Linked DNA regions of Rattus norvegicus: region 2 is linked to region 1. The links are chromatin contacts, called in public Hi-C maps. All regions are on one chromosome and are shown on one strand. The core of a region is the stretch at or near the end of the contact, and the rest is flanking DNA. Distances in the headings are between cores, read along the strand shown. Region 1 overlaps Pdzrn4 (PDZ domain containing RING finger 4). Region 2 overlaps LOC102552608 (a long non-coding RNA gene).

Region 1 (6,026 bases), core at 2,009-4,508:
TACATACTCATCCTTAGAGCAGTGTAAACCGCTCTGAAGGGTGACTAAATGGTGGTCCTCTCTCCACCTGGACAGCTTCATCTGTTTAACTCAGGTAGAGATTAGCAGCATCTTGTGACTAATGATCAATGACTTCTAAGCCATGTCAATACCTTTTTATAGTTAAGAGATAATGGAAACTTAATGAAGGCTTCCTGGTACATTAACTTCCTATGAGAAATATACATAAGAAATGCATGCTCAGCACTTGAGCAACTCCATCTAAGTTTTATAGGCATTCATTCCTGACTTAACAATTCAGTTCTGCAAACACCGAATTTCTATTTTGTTGAAAGCCCTGTGTTAAGCAACTCTATGAAATACACAAGATATATATATATATATATATATATATATATATATATATATATATGTATATATATATCAAAATATAATAAAATATACATTAGATATTTTCCTCAAGGACTCTCTAATACAGTTATTAATTTACTTGTTTTTAATACCAAACATACAAAAAACATGAGTCCAAAAGGGCTACTTTACAACCAACTGGGAGAAAAGGCAGGCTACACACTCATATAGGCTGGATACAGTTAGTGTTGCATCCCTTAAACTCATGGTAGCTAGCTCAACACGAGGCTGATTTTGAATGTGAACATGACTGCAAAACACTGTTCTGGGGGGCCAGGGCTGTAATGAGGGAAGGGGGCCAGTATGAGAGCGGTCTTACTGTGAGTAGAGAGCTTGCCACATTTTCTGTAAGAATTCAAAACACCTATGAAAAGTCGAGTAAGGGAAGCCCAGGCAACAGTATGGATTTTTGAACACAATCCATTTATTCTCTTGAGAGCTTTGAGAAAACAACATAAAGTCAGCAGCATTTTAATTGTGCTTGAAAATAGAATTTCTCAGGTGGAGAAAGGAACAACCACAGTAATCACAATCGGGATTTTCAGAAAATGGTTGTTACATGGGCAAAATCTGTCTAGGACTTGTGAGTAACACAGGAAGGAATCACTATGGATTCTCATGTGACAGAGGGTGTCAGGAGATTGCTCATTGTGCTCCACAATGGCTGTCCCATGCACTGGGTGCATAAATGGGCACACAGACTCTCTATAGCCCTGATCAGATGACCAGGTTCTTTTTTAATACTCATGCCCCAATTATGTGCTCCATTTCTCGTAAGGAAGCTGTGTAGAACACCGCCAATACAGGCAAAAACCGCTCTGCAGAAGACAGCTGCAGACGTCGAAGAAGCCACATCCACATGAAGGAATCCAATGAACCACTTGAAATTTCAATGGGTCCACATTCCCATGGGGCTGTCCCTTAGTCAAGACTATGGAACTGCCTACTCTGTTGATGACCATCACATCTCCCTGAACCGATCCATTAGATAGATGAATAACTATGTAGCTTAACACTGCTCTGTTTTCTCCTTTCTCTTCATAAAGAATAGTATACCATGATGGACATAGGATGAATCAATCTCTCTCTCAACACATACACATACACACTCAAACTCACACATTGTCTACAACTTATATGTTACACAATTTGTGTTAGTAAGTACTTTTATGAGGTTATTAGTGACGTATTACTTGCTCAATACTTCAAAATATGTCAGAATTTAAATTCAGACGCTAGAGAGATGGCTCAATGATTAAGGGCAATGATAGCTCCTTCCGAGGACCTTGGTTCAATTCCTAGTACCCGAATGATGGCTCATAAGTATCTGTAACTCCGGGTTTTCTCTGGCCTCCCTGGTCACTGCACACATGTGTTGCACAAACATCCATGTGGGCAAGATACTCACACAAACCAAGAATAAAAAATTTAAAAAAATAAACATATTGACAAAGTTGGGAAGTGCTCTAGATTGCCATCTTCCCATTGTTTTTCCAAGTATGTGGCTTTATAAGATTAGTATAGATTGATCACCTGCTCTAATTATTTTTTTTTCTGATCATAAAATACAGGTGAAGTAATCTTCACTCTAGATAAGTGGTCTTCAAGCTTCCTAATGCTTCGACCCTTTAATGCAGTTCCTCGTGTTGTGGTGGACCCCCTCCCCTACACACCATAGAATTATTTCATTGCTACTTTATAACTATATGTTTGTTAGTGTTATGAATCATAGTGCAAATGCCTGTTTTCTGAAGGTCTTAATGTGATCCCCCTTGGGGTTGTGACCCACAGATTGAAAACCTTTGCTTTGGACTTTTTGTTAAGAGTTGAATAAAGGATCCAATGCTTGGTTTAAGAACTGCTTCTCTATTGAGTTTCGTTTCCAGTACATGAAAAGCAGTGAATTAGCAAGCTTAAAAACAGTTGAATGTGTTTCCTTTCATTTTTGGGGACTTCTAATTTGAAAAGTGTGTGTGATTTGCAGCACCATAGATAGTAGCAAGTGGGTCGCTTTCCTTGTTCTTAATTCTGACTTAGATATTTGAAAACCAGGGTATTAATTGAGTCCCCCGAATAAATTCTTGTCAAGGCGGCAGCTAATTTATAAACAATGACAACAACAACAGAAAAGTCAGCAGTAAAAACATGTGCATCACGGGCTATGTTTATGATCTTCTGACAGAAAATGTATAAATAAGGAAAATTTACCACACACTCACCAGAGCCTAATGAAGCACAGCTAAGATCTCACGCACCCCATCCATCAAGCTAAGAACACCACCCATTTCCCAAGTGCGTGCAGAATAGAACTGTTTAAGTCATGCCATCTGGAACAAAGGCCATTTTTATTTTTCCTTCCCTTCAGTCAAAACAGCAAAACTGTAATTGTTCCAGAAGTTTCCATTTTTCTTAAACTAATGTTAATTTAATGGGTGACTTTCCCCAATATCTCTAAATGTAGGTGCTGCACAGCTATACTGCACTCCCCCCAATCAATCTGCTTCGTGAATTGTGGTGTTCGAACTACAGTTAATTGATGTGTGTTGCAAGGCAAAACGATTTATAGCATCTAATGAGCATTTAGAATTCAGAGTCCTGGTCATAACAGCCTTCTGGAAGGGCAGAGTCCTGTAGTGCAGACTTCTATTCATGGACGCTACTGAAAACCCTGCATCCACTCACCGTAGAATCTGATCCAGCAATAAACAGAATAAATCACGAAGGAGCAGAAATACTACGATGGCTAAGTCTGGTAGTGGCTGGCTGAAAGGTTGCCCTGTGTGAGAGGGCTGAAATACATCCCAGATTTTAGACCAAGGCATGCTTCCAACTTCTGAATGTTCATTTCTATTTCTGAAAACTGCATGACTCTGTGCGCCAAAAGAGGCATATGGAGTTTCAACAACTCTCCATGTTGCACATTTCTAACTTACATGTAAAAAAAAAAAGTCTGCGTCAGCTTGGAGCAGATGTTCAAGTCCCTTCAGAGCTTCCTTTCCAAGCCAACTCCCTGCCCCCATTCTCATTTTTCTTGCTTAGATCCTAGACTGTCTGTGAATCTGATATTTTCCTTAGCAGCCTTAGGAGTACATCCCGGAGGGTACCTTGGATACCCCACTTCATCTTCTGTAGCTTTCTAGATTACTCCAGACAATTCTGCTTTGTACCTTGAAGCTCCTTACATAATTTGAATGAAAAACAAGAACTCGGGGTGAAAAGTCATCTGCCCTCCTTTGCTCCTCAAGGAAGTACAGACTTCCAGATGAGTTCATCAGTGGACATGTGCATGCGCACACCCAAGTGAATGAACATGCACATGTGTGCTCATGCACATGGAGACCAAAGGTCAACGCTGGATATATTCTTAAGTCTTTCTCCATGTTATCTTTTGAGACAAAGTCTCTCACTAAACCTGGAGCTCATTGATTCAACCAGTCAGGTTGGCCAACAAGTTCTAGGGATCAGCCTGCATCCCCATGCCCATGGGTGGTACAGATCTGAACTTAGGTCCTCAGGCTTGTGCAGAAGGAACTTTTCTGACGAGCCCCCACTCATCCTTAACCTGTTGTTGTTGTTAGTATCATAGAGTATCTGATATTGGTTAATTAATACAGGTAAGAGGCTCACTTATCTTATAGCTTTGAAGACTTAGTCAAGGTACATCTCTCTGTTCGAATACTCCCCTTGGCTACATCAGAACAAGCCAAAGAAGCAGAGGAGGAATCAGTCAGGTGCAGAAGGGCTGCAACACTCAGTGTGGCCTTGCCCTTTGACAGCACAATCTCCTAAGAACTCCTTCTTTGATACACCTTTACAGATCACTTCTGAGGGCGGTCTGTGACATGATATACTCTATCAGGCCCATCTCATTAAGTTCCTCAACCTGTCCACACAGGAAATGAAGTTTCTAACACAATAAGCTTGGGGGGCATACTGCAGTCACTTATAAAGCACTGTGCTTCAAAATACATCATCAAGCATCTCACTTTAGAGAAATGAAAACTAGGGGGTCTTAAATGGGCCCCATGTGTTGCTGCTGGATGTTCAAAGGGCACTGGGCTAGACTGTTTCACTTGGTTCCCTGTATCTCCTCCAGTCACCGTTCTCCTTCCTTTCCAACTTAGCCATTACCTGCATTTTGTCTTCTCTGAAGAGAAGTCCCCATAGAGTCTTGCTCAGGCCTTAAGCCCCATGATCTTATCTCCATTCCTTGCATCTAAAAAAATATTCAGCAAATGTAGGTGTGTAACTGGATGGCCACTACCACGCAGTGGTTAAACTTGGGGTTACCGAAAAGTTACTGATGATTTTTAATTACTTATAAGAGCTATAACTAAAACTCATAAATTAAATTAATTTTTTTAAATTTAAAACAAATACCCTGGTTCAGGTACCATCAAAATAAGCATGGATCTTGGGTTCCTAGAAATTAGTTATAATTATATGATTCAAATGGGTAGAGAAACCCAACCCTTTACTTTCTTTGGATAAAATGGAGGAGAGGACGTGTTATTTACCACCTTGGCTTGAGCAATTCTCTGTTATTAAGTGAGGGGAAGGGGATTAAGTGTTTATTTTAGCATCCACTAGAAGGCCTGAAATAATCACATGTATACAACTTGGGAAACTGCACTTGTGGTCAGTGCTTGCCCACCCCACTTGAGAATATTGGAACAAGAGGGCACTGGAGGAAGGTGTAGTCTGTACTTGTGAGATCATTTTCCCAGAAGTCAGTTCACATATTACACAATGGTGAAGGAGGACAGCAATCAATGTCACACATTTCATGACATATTCAGATTAGCTGAGCTCCATACTTCTGGAAGAGTCTACCAGTGAGTGGGCTTTGGCCCCAATGAGAACTATAAGAAGTAAAAGAGAGAAAAACAACTTGTTCACAGGAGAATAATTAGACATGGATCCACCAAAGACCATGAGACTGTATCAGTACCATCAGATCCAAAGGGCTTCACACAGATAGAAGCTCATCTGTATTCTAAGGAAATGACTCCTCTGTGCTTGCCTGATTGGCACAAATGCCACTCTCTCTGTCCACAATGTCTTAGTCTGACTTTTCCTTTGGCTTCTATATTCAGTGTGCTAAAGAGTAATAATTGTTAATTCTCTGTTTGCTCTCCCCTCTCTCCCCACAATGTCTCACTTTGTTAATTTATTATTGACCTGGTTGATATTTAATTCCTTAATCGCCTGATGTCAGGAACTCTCCTACACATAGTGTCTTTCCTGATTTCTTTTGTCATTCTGTTAATATCAAAGGAACCACAGGGTTGAGTCATCCTAGCTGGATGATTAGGGATGGTTATCCTGTCTACCTTCAGCTGGTTTAAGTCTTTATAAAATGGGGAAATGCCCTCCTCATCCCTCTAAGATAAGAACATCCAGGAAATGTAGCATAGGGAAGAAATCTGGAAAGACTTTGCAACAGCTAAAGATACAATCATTAATTCCTTTACAAACTTTTAAAGTACCTGGGATAGAAATGAAATCAACCTGTCTACAGAAAAGAGTAGTTAGCTCCAATTTGGGTAACACGGGGAAGCTTTTGGAGAACAGAATTGTCTGGGCAAGGTGTACGTGACATTGCTCTGCGGACA
Region 2 (6,026 bases), core at 1,198-3,697, 340 kb before region 1:
CAGATGAAGACAGAGAACTCTCAGCTCCTCCTGCACTGTGCCTGCCTGGATGCTGCCATGTTCCTGCCTTGATGACAGTGGAGTGAACCTCTGAAGCTGCAAGCCACCCCCAATTAAATGTTATTTTTTATAAGAGCTGTCTTGGTCATGGTGTCTGTTCATAGCAGTAAAACCCTAACTAAGACAGAAAAAGTCCCAAGGCAACCAGGATTCTTTCTTCCTTTTCTCCTCCTTATCTGTAATTGTAGGAGAAACATTGTATCCAAGATATGCTGATGACCTATGCTCCAATATCTAGGGGTGCTCTCTGGGTAGCACCCACAGGGGAGAAAGCAGCCTTCTTTGTTTCTGGTGCAAATGTTCACTGGGACTGTAGTCTTTTCCCAACAATTTCAGCTGTGGTCACTGTAGACAGTGTGCAGGTTGACCAGAAGGCTCTAAGACTCATTAGTAATGTGTCCAGAAAAGGAAAAAATACCTCCCCTAAGAGATTTTTCTACTCTGCAATTGCCTAAGTATATTTTGTTGTTTCTCTAAGTCAGATTTTTCTCAAACCCAGCAGGTTGAAGTTTGGGACTGGATCATTCAGAGTAGTGTTCTGAGCTTTGTAGGAAGCATCCCAGCCTGTCTGTCCTCAACCACTCACCTTGAGAATCTCAACAGTTAGTGTAGACTGAGACAGCGCCAAACTGCCCCCTCAGGGAAAATAATTCCCTCTTGAAAACCAATAAATAGACAAATTACAAGGCCCCCTTTTTTCTGACCTATAAATTAACTTTAATGACTTCAAATTAACACAAGATTTACTCACTCTCTCTTCTATGTCAAATATTCAGTTTTTTAAAAAATGTTTTTATTTATTTTATGTATATGAGTACCTTGCACCAGAAGAGGGCATTGGATCCCCTTACAGATGGTTGTGAGCCACTATGTAGTTGCTGGAGATTGAACTCAAGACCTCTGGTAGAGCAGTCAGTGCTCTTAACGGCTGAGCCATCTCTTCAGCCCTAAATATATAGTTTTTAGTACCGACTAAGAAGGACCTCATGGAGATATGTGTCTTCCTGCTTGAACTCTATTGAGACATCTTGGTGCTTACTGTGTACCTGCAGTTACCCTGGGTGGTTAAGTACATATCCACTGTCACCTTCCTCAGTGACTCTATAGCAGTGGTTCTCAGCAACCCTTTAGTACAGTTCTTCATGTTGTGGTGACGCCCCCCCCCCAACCATAAAATTATTTCATTGCTACATTATAACTGTAATTTTGCCACTGTTACAAGTTATAATGTAGATATCTGGTATGCAACCACCAAAGGGGTTTTGAACCCACAGGTTGAGAGCTCCTGCTCTATACAGATGGTGGTCAGGAATACAAAGGGCCAAAGGGACCTGATGTATTTCCCACATCATGATTGATCTAGAATCCTTATCAGTGTTGCTATTAAGACTATATTGGGCATTCTTCTATCTTGGATTTCTTTAGGTGCCTGTGATCTCCCTGGCATTGATGGCACTGGGCTCTCAGAGAGACATAAGCTTCATTCCATGGCTGACCACCCAGCAGGGTGGGAACTCTGAGATTACATCTGCTTGTCTGATTGGCAGTGGGGACTTTACAAGAAGGGAGAAGGAGAAGCTGCTTGGTGGGCCGTGAGAGAAGGGGGATTTGTGATCTTTTGTGTGTCTCTTCTGGGCCTTATGAGGGAAAGTCGCTGTACTGTGTTTGGGGGATTTGAACTTGAAAAGGTCAGAGATCAACTGGCAGACAAGCTAGCTTCCATTATGTGTGCCTGTTCCTGCAAAGTCGCTCCTGAATCACCCTTGAGTGGATCCTGGAGGGTTCTTGTGAAAGGTGGCTTTGAGGATTTACTTCTGGGTGTGTCTAGACTTTACCAACCTCACAGTCACATGCGTTATTGAAAGCAGGGGGTTCTCTGTGGAGATGCTGAGTATGGTACAGTGAGAGAAAACTGGCTCCCCAGTCACAGCAAATCTGGAAAGGATAAGGTATATGGGCCTCTGAGAGAAGGAAAGAAATACAGGGATTAGAGCTCCCCTTTAATAGTGGAAAGAAATGAAACCTTGATGATCTAATGCTTGAACCATGAAAGATCAGTGTGTTCTGAATGAACTGGTTTGCAGAACTGTAACATACATGCGTCTGAGTGACTTGAAGTGACTAAATTTGTCATAATCTTTAGGAGTGGTTGTGGGGGTCGGTGGAGGTACATTGGAGGATTCCCTGGAATGGCACTGCTGAGCTAAATGATGGGTCTCTGTGGAACTTTATAAAAACTGTCCAGATGGCTTTCGGAGCCGGCTGCGCTCCTCCTGGCTTTGAAGCACAGTGACGCTGATTAAAAGACAGACTGGAGTATATCTGCCCACCCACGATCACTTCTGAGGAAAGACTTCCAGATTTGGAATTTAGTAAGAGCGAAAATCAGCAGACAAGCGTTTCTATGTTTGGCAATTTAAAGAGATGTTAGAACGATAGCTGCGGATGAGAGGTTTTCTGTAGGACATTGTGTATGGAATGTTTCCAGACAGTTACTGACGGCTGGGCTCACAGCCCAGTAGCAGCCAAATGAAACTAAAGGAAAACTCCATAGCATATGCACTCCAGCCGGCTGCCACACTTACTGGTTGTGGTTGTATTAGTCACTTTTCTGCTAATGTGATGAAATACCATGACCGAAGGTAACTTATAGAAGAAAGAGTTTATTTAGCTTATGGTTCTTGGGGCTAGAGTCCAGGCATGCAGGATCAGGGGTGGGGGCAGGGGCAGGGCAGGGGCAGGACAGGAGCAGGAAACTGGTTGGTCACATTTTCATTCACACACAGGATACAGAAAAAGATAGTGGGAAGCAGGTTAAGTGTCCAAACCCAAGAGGCCTATCCCCATAACCTTCCCAAACAGGACCACCAAATGGGAACCAAGTTTTAGATACATAAGCTTATGAGAGACAGTTCTCACTCAAACCACAAGGTGACAAACACCGGGGAGTAACTTTTATTAACAGTGGCACTCACTTTTTTTTGCCAATTTAGACACTGAATCCATTGAATTTTATTTGCATCCCTCTGTCATTCATATTCATATATATATACCTATAGGTATATATATACATATAGGTATATATATATATATATATATATATATATATATATATATATATATATATATATATATCCTGATTTCTCTCTCTGAGCACCCTGTGACATTTCTGTGTGGTTTTGAAGAGTCCTAATGTCATAGAGAAAAAAAACGAGTCACGGTTTGCTAAGAGTAGGTAGACTGGTGCTGCAGAGCTGCAGTTCGGGCTCTGCCTCAGGAGGACACTCGAATAAACCCAGAGTTCAATGCTGCAGTGTAGGGTTTGCAACGGGAGGGAACTCAGAACAACCTTGAGTTCGGCAAGGAGAAGGGAGGGCTTGTAGTCAAGAGGGAGGGAACGAGATTTACTGGGTGGGAACATCAGGGCAGAAGGAAGACTGTGCCTAAACTGACTTGACAGGATCCTTGTTGAAGAGCTGTGCAATAAGGTGCTGGCAGTGGTCCTGAAGTGCTTGGTGATGCATTCTAAGTAGGAGAGCTCTGCTGAGGTGTCTGACCAGGATTCTTCTAGCAGCTCCACAGAGCCAAGGTTACTCTCTAGAGGAGGAGAGGGCCCTGAGGGTCTGTTGGCAAAGCACCTTGCCTGATGATCTGATTGTTTCCAGGGACCCACAGAGTAGAAGAACTGACTCCTACGAGAGTCTCTGACCTCCCCCATGTGTACCATAGTTTGTGACACCTTGATTGGACTCCCCTTCTTCTCCCCAGAAATAAAACACAATGAAAAAAAATCATGAAAAGGTAAAAATTGTTATGGAATTGTAAGTAATTTGAATCTGAAAGATGGAGTGCTACTTAGGATTTCAGGAATTTTTCATCCTCGATTCTTTCTTTCTCAGAAAATAAGTTTTGATTTTTGTATTGCATTGATCTTGTATAAACCCTGTTTCTAAACTGAGCTAATGGAGAGGCAGTTTTTTGAGGAGGGGGTGTGAGGGTCTCTGTGTGCTCTTCTCTTGAGAACGAGTATGAACGATGTTCAGAGCAAGGCCAGGTTGGTACCCATGGCCCTGCGCCTGTTGCGCAGTGTGAACTGTGAGGGATGATGGATTTGGGGCGGGTAGGCTCTCAATTATTCTGGCCGCCGTGACGGTGGTTTGTCTAATTTTCTGCATCGTGTGGCAGTGGCACCTGCATGGTCTCTGATCCTCTGGTTCTGTTTCTGAAGATGGATTCATTTACTTAACATCTACTGGGGATGGACATGTCACAGTGCCTGAAGGGACAGCCACCCGGTGGGGTTCCAACGGCACAGCTGTGGGCAGATGTCCTTCTTTCAAGGTTCTGTTTCCACACCCAATGAGGCACCGGTGAGGTACAGTCACACCACATAAGAGTTCCAGTGGCTACGTGACACTTTTAGGAGGACAACCAACCTATTTCCCACTGCACAGTACTGTCTGATAGCAGCAGTGTGTGATGGACCCAATGCTGGTTTGTTGTTGTTAAACAGTTTTTCACTCATTCTTTGAGAATTTCGCACAATGTGTTTCAATTAAATTCACTCTCCACCAACTCATTCCAGTTCCACATTCCCTCCTGTCTTACTTGGGGTTTTACTGCTGTCTGTGAGCAGACACCACAACCAAGGCAACTCTTATAAGGACAACATTTCATGGGGACTGGCTTATAGAGGTTCAGTCCATTTTCATCAAGGCAGGAACATGGCAGCATCCAGGCAGGCATGGTGCAGGCAGAGCTGAGGGTCTACATCTTCATCTGAAGTCTGCTAGTGGAAGACTGGCTTCCAGGCAGCTAGGGTGAGGGTCTTAAAGCCCATACCCACAGTGACGCACCCACTCCAACAAGGCCTCACCTTCTCCAACAAGGCCACACCTTCTCCAACAAGGCCACACCCACTCCAACAAGGCCACACCCACTCCAATAGGGCTGCACCTTCACATGCTGCTCCCTGGGATGAGCATATACAAACCATTACACCTTCCACACCCATCCAACATTCATCAGTGTTTTCCCCATCTAGTAGAATTTGTGCTGCTCATATATATGCTCTTAGATGTATATCCTTCTATTGAATCATAGTGGTCAACTTACCAGGGCCTACATCAGTGGTTCTCCACTGCTCTAATGCTGTGACCCTTTAACCCAGTTTCTCATGATGTGGTGATCCCCCCCCCAACCATAAAATTATTTTCATTGCTACATCATAACTGTAATTTTTCTACTGTTATGAACCATCATGTAAATATCTGTGCTCTCTCATGGTCTTGGGTGACTCCTGTAAAAGGGTAGTTGGACCTGCAAGGGGTTGTGACCCACAGGTTGAAAAACACTGTCCTACACTCTCAGAGAATGCAGACTTCCCTTCTCCCAGTAACTGTCAAGCACCAATAACTCCCTGGCTAGGGGTAAGGCTTTGTGTCTACCTCTTCTCTCCATGTTGGGATTTGGTCTGGCTTGATCTTGCCCATACCTTGTAACTGCTGTGACAGTGACGGGATTCAATTATGTAGCTACCCCATTGGGATATTGGTCACTGTTTCCGTGTTTTCCCTGCCCCTCTGGCACTTATAGTCTTTCTGCCCCCCTCGCCTCCAATGTTTATTGAACCTTGGGTGGAGGGAATGGGATACAGTTGCCCCATGGATGGCTCAGCCATCCGCAGTCTTTTCTGTACCTTGGCCAATAGTGGGTCTCCGTGTCAATCCTCAGCTCCAACAAATGGAAGTCGGGAGGTGCGTGCATCTGTGCATAGAGCGAGAACTCACATTAGAAGTCAGTTTAATAGTTTGCCCGCTTGGCAGAATATTAGTAGCCGTTCCCCCACTGGAGCCTGTCTAGGGGAGAGTAGACCTGCCTTGTTTACCCTTTCCACCGTCGTCTTTTTCCCTCTCTGCTTGCTTTTGCCATCTCATTGAATGTATGGCCGAAACCCTCAGGACCCT

The links. A called contact is a pair of places that touch in the nucleus more often than the background predicts.
Region 2: a Hi-C map of prefrontal cortex shows a contact between it and region 1, with 4 times the contacts expected there. The contact joins two enhancer-like sites. A contact is called at or near these places in 2 of 12 Hi-C or Micro-C datasets (frontal cortex and prefrontal cortex).

The regions. Positions count from the first base shown.
Region 1 is chr7:125,712,958-125,718,983 of GRCr8, reverse strand. The region is part of intron 1 of Pdzrn4 (PDZ domain containing RING finger 4); the gene reads right to left. Among named protein-coding and RNA genes, the nearest start is that of Pdzrn4, 20 kb to the right of the region's middle. Within about 2 kb of position 3,258, at least 5 of the 93 cell types and tissues checked have an H3K27ac peak or open chromatin away from gene starts, as enhancers often do. A contact at or near this core is called in prefrontal cortex, where this site is marked.
Region 2 is chr7:126,048,457-126,054,482 of GRCr8, reverse strand. LOC102552608 (a long non-coding RNA gene) reads right to left here. Exons shown (of 5, transcript XR_005487330.2): 3 at 5,759-5,826. LOC134479775 (a long non-coding RNA gene) reads left to right here and starts at 5,738. Exons shown (of 4, transcript XR_010053501.1): 1 at 5,738-6,026. Within about 2 kb of position 2,447, at least 3 of the 93 cell types and tissues checked have an H3K27ac peak or open chromatin away from gene starts, as enhancers often do. A contact at or near this core is called in prefrontal cortex, where this site is marked.